Linked DNA regions of Danio rerio: region 2 is linked to region 1. The links are chromatin contacts, called in public Hi-C maps. All regions are on one chromosome and are shown on one strand. The core of a region is the stretch at or near the end of the contact, and the rest is flanking DNA. Distances in the headings are between cores, read along the strand shown. Region 1 has its middle 47 kb from the start of abhd8a. Region 2 holds the start of LOC100333521 (cathepsin Z).

The links. Hi-C and Micro-C count contacts between places; a contact is called where the count stands out from the background.
Region 2: a Hi-C map of an unstated tissue shows a contact between it and region 1, with 4 times the contacts expected there. The contact joins the promoter of LOC100333521 here to the enhancer-like site in region 1. A contact is called at or near these places in 2 of 18 Hi-C or Micro-C datasets (hematopoietic stem cells and an unstated tissue) and 1 of 4 datasets of contacts at active chromatin or transcription factors (caudal fin).

The regions. Positions count from the first base shown.
Region 1 is chr2:57,298,821-57,301,544 of GRCz12tu, reverse strand. No RefSeq gene overlaps it. Among named protein-coding and RNA genes, the nearest start is that of abhd8a, 47 kb to the left of the region's middle. Within about 2 kb of position 1,329, at least 16 of the 62 cell types and tissues checked have an H3K27ac peak or open chromatin away from gene starts, as enhancers often do.
Region 2 is chr2:57,358,604-57,361,327 of GRCz12tu, reverse strand. It overlaps LOC100333521 (cathepsin Z), which reads left to right and starts at 1,407. Exons shown (of 6, transcript XR_012394923.1): 1 at 1,407-1,560.

The sequences.
Region 1 (2,724 bases), core at 80-2,579:
GATGACTCTGAGGAATGAGGATCCATTCATGAGCTTTTATTAACACACAGTAGAGCAACACAGAGAGTAGAATAGCCAAGGACAAGCAGCATGAACTCAAGATCTGTAAAACAGGCTTTGGTCAGGGCAGGCAGCTTACAGTCAGAAACGGTGAGACAGACATTGGTCAGGGCAGGCAGCTTACCGTCAGGAATGATGATACAGGCATTGGTCAGTTAACAATCAGAAAACGGGCAGGCAGGCAATCGGTAACCGAGAGGGAATCAGAAGGTGTAGGAAATGCTCAGAAATGTTTGGTAGCAAAACAAAACTGCGCACTGAGTACTTGAACTGAGCTGGTGTTTAAGCACCTTGCTAATAGACACCAGGTGCCGCGTAATCAGTGCCAGGCACCATAGATATATACACAGGATTTTGCATAGGGCCCTGAGCATGTGTCAATAGCGCCGCCACATTGGTACAGTGCTCCCAGGACAAATGTCATTCAACCGCACTAGTCAAGACAGTGTTATTACGTGAAGATGCGGGACTTTAGCGCTGTCTACGGGTGTAGTAACGAGCAAACAAAGAAAACAAAGCACAAAGGCAGAACATTTCATAGGTAATATTAAGTTTTTTACGTTTTTGTATGTTCTGAACTTTTGTGCTAAACAGGTAACGTTATTGATGATAACAGTCACTTACTGCATTCACTATAAGTCAAAGTAGCTCCAACTCGCACTAAATACTCGGCTTATGCTAGTTTTGCTGAATAAAATCAGCAAACAACGCAAAATAAATATGACAACGGGATGCTGGAGTGCCAGAAACTTGGATTATTGTCGGCTAGTGAACGAGTCGTTCATAACGGAGATTCATTCACAAACGAATCGCTCTCTCCGTCAGTATGAGAAGTGAAAGCAGGAGAGGAGGTGTGTTTCAGGACATGATCAGATCAAATTTAACAGGGAGGGTGAATAGTACATTTCTGTACACACAAACACAAGCTTTTTGTCAGGAATGCCCGTGCGGTCACTGATCCATCAATGTAGAAAAGTGATGTAAAATGATCATTTTCGTAATTAAAAGAAAAATTGCATGCTAACATCCAGGAAAACTCCCGATCAAAGATTTATGTGTATATGTGTATATCTCTGGCTTTGGATGGCCACAGTCCTCCACTGTACCTTGGTCCCGCAATGGAGCGCTACCCTGTAGTAAAATGGCGGCTCTATTGACGCATTCCTTCCAATAAACAATAACAGGGTAGGCGACATCTAGTGTATATATCTATGGCCAGGCACGTGACTAATATTCAGGAGATGAGGGCCTCTGCTGGTTGGTGAGGGGATATGCTCATGAATGTATGTTCATGGTAACCGGATTAACATGTCACTAAATGTATAAGTGTGAATGTTTTTTTTTTTTTTTTAAGATGTTCAGGCAGGCGTTTTAAGACATACATGCTCAGATGCTGTCAATATGCATGTTGTTTTTTGTATAATTCTTCATCAATAAACAGGAAGAGCCCGTAATATGGCTCGTATTCAGTATAAAGTGACACCTGTAAGTATACTTGTTACTTTAATTTCCCAAACAGTCATTTTTAGGCAGTATCGGAATCAAATCAGTATCACCGAAACTCGCCTTCATTTTACTTGGTATCGGATCTGATAGGAAATCACTTGTATTGCACATCACTAGTCAAAAGCCACATAAAGGTGAGCAAATAGTGAGCTAAATTTCCTTTTTGGAGCATCCAATGCCCTAAGAGTTATTCAAAGAGACTATCAAAAGAAAAATTGGAAAATAATTTGATCCAATTTCCCAGTACTGGGTTGCAGCTGGAAGGGCATCTGCTGTGCAAAACATAGGCTGGAATAGTTGGAGGTTCATTCCGCTGTTGTGACCTCTGATAAATCAGACTAAGATAAAAGAAAGTTAATGAATGAATTAATCAATTTAATGCAAACATTTTGTTCATGGACTTCTAAAGATCATATAAAAAAACATTTTAATTTAATGTCCGTTTAAAACCCATCAAAGATTGACTTAATGCATAGTCAAAATGCTTGGAGGGTCATGATATACTTGTCAACATTTCTATAACTGTGTATGTTCACCCAAAAATGATAAATATAACCAAAAAAAATGATTGATCTGATTGGTCAAAAAAGTTGCAATTACATAAACAACCACTAGATGGAGGTAAAGATTGAGACTAAACGTTCCTCAACACTTTGCTTGATAACAGAGTTAAATAAGCATTAAATAACAGCACTACTCTAACCGAAGTATAACGCATTGGTTATATAGTTATATTGGAAATAATATTTCCCACAATCAGGCTCATAAATTATTACCGTCTCCAAAAAAAGCACTTGTGTTTGGTTATAAACACACACATGCACATTTGAGAGTAGTTCTCAGGAAGCCCTGAATCAAAGAAAATGGCCAAATATTTACACTGCGCCGTGAAAAGCAGTTCACAAAGCTGTCATAATAATCACATGACTTGCGGGTCACATGACAGTCCCACCCTGTGTGTATATTTTCATAAAAGCTTTAAATTGGTGTGTAGTCTGCCTGTCTGAGGAGCTAAATGTGATATGAATGTATGAAGGAGATTTACATTCATACACCGCTAAAAATGCTTTTCTTCGAGTTTTCATCTTGTTTCTAGTCCAAATCTCTCAAAATTCTTAAAAATCAAGAAGCATTTTGTAAACAAGCAAAAATGTAGTG
Region 2 (2,724 bases), core at 158-2,657, 60 kb before region 1:
CAGTTCGACGGCATCATCGTATATATAAAAAAGAAAATTAAACAAAGTTTTAAAATCCTTTTGAGGAACTACTTTCTTCCACCATTCATTCACGTCTGCAGCTGACGTCAAAACAGCAGAAACCATTACTCATTCACAAATGCCACTTTACAGTGTTTAAATGATTCTCTATCGTAATGTCTAAAGTGATGACAAAACAAGTAATTTCGCTCACATTTTAAGATTATAAGGCTGAACGGCATGAAATGCCATCAGTCTACAGAGATTTTCCAGTATTTCTTTGTTTAGTCTGATAATATTTTTTCTTCTGGAGAGAAACTTATTAGCTAGAAAAAAAGCGTTTTTTAAATTTTTTAAGAGCAATTTTAAGGTTGAAATTATTAGTTCCTTTAGGCATTTTTTTCTATAGTCTACAGAACAAACCACCATTATACAATAACTTGCCTAATGGCCCACCCCATATATACACACACACACACACACACACACACACACACACACACATATATACATACATATATACATATATACACACACACACACACACACACACACACACACACACACACATATATATATATATATATATATATATATATATATATATATATATACATACATACATACATACATACATACATACATATATATATATATATATATATATATATATATATATATATATATATATATATATATATATATACACACACACACACACACACATATACACACACACACACACACATATATATATATATATATATATATATATATATATATATATATATATATATATATATATATATATACACATACACACACACAATTTAATTTGTATCAATTTAAGTTAACAGATACCCATTTCAAAAGGGGCATTTTATGGCAGGAGTCATTTCTTGCCCCATTAAAGAAAAAAAAGCAGCGGCCCTTACAGAAAAAAAAAGTTTGGGGACTCCTGGTATATTTATAATTATGCATATGAATATAATTTTACAGCATCGATGTTGTGATGCCTTACAAATATAATCAGTTAAATAGACTTAAGCATCTATTTGGTTGTTAAAGCGTAAAAAGAGACGTGAAAGTGCAGACTCCATTAGCACTAGGCTAGCTTGGAAATTCCATTGAAAATACTGGGGTAAAATAAACTGTCATATTTAAAGACATGGCGTGGAAAAACAGAATGTAATGCAGTTCTTCCTGTTTGGGCTGATACCCACTTTATATCTTATCTCAGCCAGGCAGTAGAGATCGCCGTTTTCAAAGAAATCAGATCTTAAACGCGGTGATTTTGTATGGGACCGGAAGCCCTGGGGCTGGCTGACTGTGAAGTCGGTGTGCATATTCCCTCTCCTGAGCTCTAGAGGGCGCCAAAACTCTAGTTTTCGTTTTTCTAAAGTGTCAAACTCGGATGTAAACATTCATGATGGCGCCTGCTGTGTTGTGGTTTTCATTTCTGCTTAATGTGTTTGTACACACTGAAGGATTCACTGAAGTTCAGCCTCTTCCAGATTCATGTTATAAACCGATGAAAGACCACAGACCGTCATTCATAAAGTAGGAAATATCTTCATTGTAATAGTTATTTTAATCGCAACAACAAAACCTTACAAAAGGTCCCGCGTGAAAAAAATAATTTATAGTAAATAATAGAACCATATTGTAAAGTACTTGCATTACTTGCTTATCTGTTGTGGAAATCATATGTATTGTGGTACATGTTTTGAAATGTAAACAAATGACGTTTTCTAAAACTCTACATTTAATTTTACTTCAACACACCAGAAATTAATGATAATAAAATTGCTGTAAATACTATAATACAGTATATTACACTCTGCAGCTCAAAAAACACCGTAGTATGTACTATAAATGACTATAGTAATTTTTTTATGTGGTGTATTATGGATATTTTTGTGTATGATTTTACCACATAATGCACTACTATTGTGAAGTGCTATTTAAGCTGATAATTATATATTTTACATGTACTTTACTATGGTAATAACATATTTATTTATTTAATTTTTTGCATGTGCAAAATAACATTCAATATACACTACCAGTCAAAAGTTATAAGGTCAGTAGGATTTTTAAATGTTTTAAAATAAGCAAATTTTTTCACCAAGGCTGCATTTATTTAATCAAAAATACAGTACACATTGTAAAATTGTAAAAAGTTATTCACTATAAAGTAACTGTTTAAAAGTAGATTATAATTTAATTTAATCATTTATTCCAGTGATTTTAATGGTGAATTTTCAGCTTCAGTACTTTAGTCACATAATCCTTCAGAAATCACTCTAATATTAATTATTATTGTTATTATTATTATTATTAATAAAATAATAGTAATAGTAATAAAAGCAATAATGACTGGAGTAATAATTTCATTTGAAACTACATACAATAAATAATAAATATGGTTGAAATCAGAATTATTAACCCCCCCCCCCCCTAATTATTAGCCCCCTATTTATTGATGTAAAATCAGATTTTCAAAAAAACATGGAAAAAAATCTATGTTAAAATTAAATGTACGCGTGTTTAAAAAAAAAACCTAATGGATTTAGGAAAAAAAAATTATTCAAATGAAGAGAAAAAAAACAAAGTTTTTTTAGACTGTCTAGGCTTATGTTTTTGAAACAAAATTACTTTTATGCACTTATATGTTTCAAATTTATAAATTGTTTTTGAGAAAAAAAAAGTCATTTATTTTAA